2 separate regions of the Zea mays genome follow, and region 1 is linked to region 2. A link is a contact called in public Hi-C data. All regions are on one chromosome and are shown on one strand. Each heading gives the region's core, a stretch centred on a gene start, on an enhancer-like site or on the middle of the called end of the contact. The rest is flanking DNA. Distances are from core to core; before and after follow the strand shown.

Evidence for each region. A called contact is a pair of places that touch in the nucleus more often than the background predicts.
Region 1: a contact with region 2 is called in a Hi-C map of endosperm, with 4 times the contacts expected there. The contact joins the promoter of LOC100284265 here to the promoter of LOC100280918 in region 2. A contact is called at or near these places in 3 of 25 Hi-C or Micro-C datasets (ear, endosperm and tassel).

What each region holds. Positions count from the first base shown.
Region 1 is chr2:164,992,146-164,995,574 of Zm-B73-REFERENCE-NAM-5.0, reverse strand. It overlaps LOC100284265 (eukaryotic translation initiation factor 3 subunit 6), which reads right to left and starts at 1,424. Exons shown (of 7, transcript NM_001157160.2): 1 at 924-1,424. The coding sequence starts at 1,286.
Region 2 is chr2:164,604,820-164,608,509 of Zm-B73-REFERENCE-NAM-5.0, reverse strand. It overlaps LOC100280918 (ADP-ribosylation factor 1), which reads left to right and starts at 1,632. Exons shown (of 7, transcript NM_001371433.1): 1 at 1,632-1,737; 2 at 2,025-2,200; 3 at 3,033-3,103; 4 at 3,594-3,690. The coding sequence starts at 2,053.

The DNA.
Region 1 (3,429 bases), core at 175-2,674, 390 kb before region 2:
ATGGCGAAACCACTTTTTGGACTATAAGATACAAGGGAATCAACTAAGATAATAGGAAGAACTACATATGTCTATATTCTAGGACACCTGTGCTAAAATGCCTATAACATATTAAATTATAGATAGTGCCAATAAAACACATCTCACAATCTACTTACCATAATATGGGAGCTAAAGTCACCATTCAGCCAATTCAAGATTCCTCGCAACATAGTGTACAACTAGGACCAAATCATATGCTAACTAAACACCTAGCCCCTAACATCCTCTCTCGTCCCTCCAATTTTAAGGAACAACCGGGGACAACACTAGGATAGTCCTGTCCCAACCCTTGATCCAGAACCAAACAACCTAATTTGAGGGATCATCCCATCCCACCCCGTCCTGTTATTGCAACCAAACGCACGTTAAGGTAGTGTTTGGTTGAAGAGCCAAGTAGAACGGAACCGTTCTGTTCCAGTTTTGTTGTTGTTTGGTTACAAAGTAACTAGAACGGAATGGCTCCAATTAGGGAATATTCTCCTCAGATCCGGAACCATTCCGCTCCAAAAAATCAATGGAACGGAGCCGCTCCGTTCCAATCCCGCTCTCACAGTCACGCTCCGTTCCGTTCACTCTGCAACCAAACAAAAAACAGAACCGCTCCGTTCCAGATTACCAAACACAGAACAGAGCGGCTCCGTTCCTAGAATCAGGGATGGAACGACTCCGTTCTACTTGGCTCCTCAACCAAACACTACCTAAGATTGCTCCGATGTATGAGCAAATCAAATTGAGACTTCTTAATGACCGCACAACCTCATAATTTCATAACAACATCTAATAAACACGGAATTCCACAAACCTGCATGCCTAGCCAACCAAAGTATACATACATGTCTCGAAAACGGGACTTGAGCAGAGGGAGTAGGGAGAACCCGAACCTGGTATCGCTCCTGGAGCATGTGGATGTTGTACTGTTTGTCGGGCCTGAACTCCTGCACGAGCTGCGGGTTCTGGAGGAAGGCGACGAGCGGGGCTGCGGCCTCCTCGAGCGACCTGAGCCTGGAGACGACCTCGGCGCGGCGCTTCACCATGTCCTCGGGCACGTCGTCGGTGCCGTAGAGGGACTTGTGGATGTCCATGGCGTAGTCGACCATGTTGGTGCCGCTGAGGAGGCGGATCTTGGCCTCCAGGATCTCCGACTCCGAGTAGAGCTGCCGCTCCTGGAGGAACTCCAGCAGGGGGAACACCAGGTGGCGGTCCAGCTGCGCCGCCATCAGCGCCGTGAGGTCGTGCTCCGACATGGCTGGTGATTCGAGCTCTCCTAGCTGCCTCCGGGGGCGTTTTGGTGTTAGGGTTCCTCTCGGGTTCGAGGGTATGGCGGCGCGGGGAGGAGGGAAGCGAGGAAGGGAAGGGTTATGTAGGCTCCGTTTGGATCCGACAGGGATTCTGAAAATCCCACAAAATATCTCATAGAGATTCTCAAAATCCCACATAAAATATATCCCGAATTTTTTGCATTTTAGCCTTTTCTCGAAAGAAAATTCACGTTTAAACTCTAGAAAATTTTAATGTCATTTTTGATTCTTTGCTCGGCGCCGTAGCCTATGGCGCCGAGGTAACACAGCTCGGCGCCATAGGCTATGACGCCGAGGTACGTGCTGTGCTGGCACAAACGAACGTCGTGTCGCCGACGTGGCATCGAGCTCGGCGCCATAGTTTTTGGCGCCGAGCTCAATTCTATACAAAAAGCTTGTCTAGCTCAGTTGATAAAATACAAGGCTTTTAACCTTGTGGTTGTGGGTTCGAGCCCCACAATGGGTATTTTTAATATTTTGTCTTTGTCACTTATTTGTTTTTTTGTTGTCCAGGTTTTTCGTTTATGTCGCTGATTTGTCCGTCCAGATTTATTTCTTATCCAGATTTTTTTTGTTTTTGTGATTGATTTGTTCCGGCGAGCACAGCGGCTGTGTGCCACAGTGGTCGCAAGCCGTCAACTTCCCCCTTGTTTGCTCAGCTAACCACAATAAAAATCAAATGAGAACACTCTTACTTCAATCATGACCAAATAAAAATATTATATTTTCATTGAGTTCTTTTGAACATAAATTCTAGATACATAATAACATATTCCCAGTAAAAAGAAGCACACATATTCATCTTTTTTCCTCTGCACTAAATAAAAGTATACTCCATTATATACTTATCTCATGGCGTTTCCCGACATATTCCCGCGTGATTAACCGAACAAGCACGCTCAGGAAAGGGTCTTTCGTCCGAGTTAATATAATCATGGAGCATCTAGACTACACTCGCGGACCATCCCAGGCGCGGACCGACCGACCGTTTTCATGTGCCAAATTTGGTGCTATCACCAGCACTCTTCACATTAGCGCCTCTTCTTTTTTATTTAAAAGAACAATTCTCAACATATTTAAGTAATAGTATTACAAGTTGTCAACTTATCGTCATATTTTTGCCAAGCACTCGATCAGATGTGCCTTAACCACTATTATTTCACCTCTTACGTGGAGCACCACTCGAGTGCAAATGAAAGCACCACTAGCAGATATATGCATGCAGACTTCTAGTAGTACTATATACCACACGCATGCATCCGGATAAACAAAAAAATATCTGGACGAATAAACAAATTAGTCACAAAAATAAAAAAAATTATATGAGAAATCAATTTAGACGGACAAATCAGCGACATAAACGAAAAATCTGTACAACAAAAAAAAATAAATCAGTGACAAAGACAAAAAGTATTAAAAAACACCCATCGTGTGGCTCGAACACACCACCACAAAGTTAAGAGCCTTGTGTTTCACCGACTAAGCTAGACAAATTTTGTGTACAAAATTGAGCTCGGCGCCAACATCTATGGCGCCGAGCTCAGTGCCACGTCGGCGCCACGACGTTCGTTTGTGCCAGCGCAGCACGTACCTCAGCGCCATAGCCTATGGCGCCGAGCTGTGTTACCTCGGCGCCATAGGCTACGGCGCCGAGCAAAGGGTCCAAAAATGACATTAAAATTTTTTAGGGTCTAAACGTGATTTTTTTTCGAGAAAGGACCAAAATGCAAAAAAAAAACGGAAATATATCATAGAGATTCAAACGGGCTATATTTTAGATGCAGTGCATTATCCGGTCCAAAATCTTGTATCCATGGTTGGGTGATAAAAGGAGATTCTACAACCAACAGATGTTGAAAAGACAAATATAACCTTGAAAATGGTACCTGTAGCAGAGAAGGTAAGGACAACAAAGGAATATATGTTCGATGTGCAGCTCTAAATATCTACAATCCAAACAAGCTAGATAGAGATCATACATAATCTAGATAATACAAAATCTAGATTTTGAATATCTATATTTCATCCAAACGCGGTCGTAGTTTTGTGGCTCGGTTGCCTTGCCGATCGATGTCGTCCATGTATAAAT
Region 2 (3,690 bases), core at 383-2,882:
CCTTGTGGGCGTGTATGTAATTCCACATGAAACTGCATCCCATCCTTATAAATAGGTGAGCACTGTCATGCATAAAACACCTTTTGAGGGCCTTAAGATTCACCTCTCTTAGCTTTTAAAGTACCTTCGAGTTGTCTCTTGTGTAAAGCCAAATGTACGTTTGTGTATTCAATTGATAAGGAGGATGAAATAAAAGAATGACGATGAGTACCTTGCTTCGTTCTTCATCGCGATCTCATACATTCTCACTTCACGTACATTCTTCATTTATTCCTTCTCCCTTGAAGCTACCCCTTCGAAGAAGAGATATGAAAAAGGGAGAATGTTTCAACCCTCTAACTTGTGTTGCCTTGTTTTTGATATCATATAGCAATCAGAAACAAGTGCCAAATAACTACCTCGTTAAAAATTCTTTTGTTAGAAGGAAAAGAGTAAAACCAGCTCCATATAGAGTTAGTAAGTTCAATTCATTGTCTAATGTTCATAACAAAGTAAAATTACATCACATACTCTAATTCGAAGCTTAAAAAACATCTAACTAGCTACATCTCTAGTTTTGTGTTTTTTATCAAATAAACGAAAGTATGAAACAAAGTACGATTTAATAAATATATGAATATTTTCGTGCCTCTATATAGACAATTTCATGTCTATTTTAAACGGATCGTGCCCGTGGCCACTCATAAGCCATGACATCGGCCCAAACCGAATCATATCGGTTCGTGCATAGGTCATGTTATTTTTCGTGCTTCGAACCCAAATGTCCACATCCCCACAAAAAGCAGTCGAAACGAACTAAAATTGGACCAGTCGGTGATTTAACGCGGAATGCCACTGGGACCAATCCTAGTCATTCGTTGGAGTGGAGGTCCGGGTCCGACACAGATAGGGATGGCAATCGGGCGGGTAGTACACGAATATATAGTTCGCAAATCCATACCCACGAGACAAAACTCAACCCATACCCGTACCCATAAACGTTCGTGGGTATGGATCTGTATCCATACCCGTACCCGCCGGGTATCCGTTATCCAGTGGATACCCGTTACCCGCCCGCCCACTACAATTTTAGGATTAAACACCAAACATCAATTTTATTACATTTCAAAATAATTATCATTCTAATAGCATTAAATGATAATTTCAGCACCAAACAACATGTTATGGATAAAAATTGAAAAATAAGAATTTATGATAATATATAAATCCGGATGGCCCACATGTTAGATATCCATTGGGTAACGAGTATGGATACTGGATATCCATACCCGCGAAAAAATATCCGCGGATACCTTATTATATCCATAACCGTACCCGCGGATATTAAATTCCACCATACCAATATCCAATGGATAATTATTCGCGGTTATTTACCCATAACCGTACCCATTGCCATCCTTAGACACAGAGAAGAATTTCTCGCTCGGTTTCCATCGGATTTTGGTGAAATTTACCGTTCCGGATACTAAGCGAGATATGAAAACCGATCCAAATTTTTTATATACTTCGACTTAGAATTTAAAAGTATATAAGTCAAAATTTAGTTAATAAAATGATATTCGGAAATTGCAACGGCAGCAACGATCAGGAAGCCCAGCCCAGCCCACACACCCCACCCCACGTCCCCACCCCGCCAGCCGGCACAAAGCGCGGCGTTAATATCTCCCCTCCCCCTTGCCCTCAGGTCTCCCCACCGCCCCCGATCCACCATTCCTCCTCCGGATTTCGCAGTCAGCGGTGAGCCTGCCCCTAACCCATCCCTCCCCCACCCTCTCCCAGATCTGAGCTCCTTGCGCTGTCAGATCTCTGCTCCCGATCCATCTCCGGCTGCCGCGCGCGGTAGATCTCCGTTCGGCAGCGTGTGATCTGCCCGATCCGTGCGGTTGGGTCTGGATCGGGTCGGTTCAGATCCGCGGCGCCGTCGCCTGGACGCGCCGGGGAGATTCGCGATCCGTTGTATACTTGTATGCTAGGCTTGGGGGAGATCTGAGCGCGGAATGAATGAACGGTTGACGATTCTGCAGGTGGTGAAGGTAGCGGGCGCGGAGGAAGATGGGGCTCGCGTTCGGGAAGCTCTTCAGCCGGCTCTTCGCCAAGAAGGAGATGCGGATTCTTATGGTCGGTCTCGACGCCGCCGGTAAAACCACCATCCTCTACAAGCTCAAGCTCGGCGAGATCGTCACAACCATCCCCACCATCGGTGAGTCCAACTTTTGCCTTTCCAACGTTGTTGGATCATGTTCGATTAGGTTGTGAAGAATGCTCTGTTAAATGATGGATCCGTACGATGCGCGATCTGTAAATACATGAGTGGTTGGGGGTTAAACGATACATGATCGTTTGTTTGCCCTGATGCTTGAATACGATTACAGGGGCCATTCAATGAGCCGTTCATATCATGACGAAATGACCCACATATTTGGTTGGATGGAACAAAATGCAATTACTATCACTCTAGAGAACAATTCATTGTCTTTTAGTTTACTGTCTATGTTTCATGGATTCTTTTAATGTATCATATTTGTTTCCTGTCTATAGAAACTCTGATATGATATAGCTTAATGAAATTCTGTTAGGTGATCACAATAAAATGCTCATCTTCTTGCTTGGTCTATTGTTCCAACTTGAAAATACTATTGTTTTATTATAGCCAGTGAAAACTGCAGTTTTCTTTCTGTTGTTTAAATCTCCTGTTTTGGCTTTTGGACTATTGGAAAGCTAATTTAGACATTAGCATCAGGATGAAGAAAAATTAAGAAAGAAAAAAATGTAAAGCATGATGGGGCAACAATGTATTAATAGCAGTATTTCTTGTAATGCAAGTTTTCAACATCATGATATTTTACAATAGTTGTAGAGCGCTTCACTAAAAAGGAACTGAGTTTCAATCATTAAATTTTGGTGACAAAAGTGTTTATTGTGTTCTGCATTCCTATTTTCTTATGATTATCATATGATGACATTACTGTGTTTTGTTTTTATGCTTCAGTTTTCTTTGTCTTACAAGATAAATGTTTTTTTTTGAAATGCAGGTTTCAATGTTGAAACTGTTGAGTACAAGAACATTAGCTTCACGGTCTGGGATGTCGGGGGTCAGGACAAGGTATAACCCTCCAACATCATTTTGTATTACCCATTTACACTACATAATGTTCTCTAAGGTAGCGTTTGGTTCTGGAGTATGGTGGAATGGAGCAGCTCCGCTCTCAATTTGTTGTTGTTTGGATTGGTTCCATATAGGATGGAGTGGGTATAAAAATGGAAAATTATGCTCAAACGTTGAACCATTTGGCTCCTTAGAATTTCTTGGACGGACCCGTTCCTCTGGGGACGGAGCCGTTCTATCCAAGTGGCTCCGGAACCAAACACTACCTAATTTCCTGTTCTTCCAGAATCCAAGAGCCACCATTCTTTTTTATTTTCTATTTGATTTCTTAGGCTAATCCGATTGTTAACAACGTAACATTATGACATCATATGAATTTTTAGACATGGGAATGTGCTTGGTCTTAGCCTTAGCATCTCTATATTAATGCAGTAATTTACATGTTTTATCACATTTTGACTGACTTGTACTCGTTTAATGAAAACAGATCAGACCTCTCTGGAGGCATTACTTCCAGAACACACAGGGTCTTATCTTTGTTGTGGATAGCAATGACCGTGACCGTGTTGTTGAAGCCAGAGATG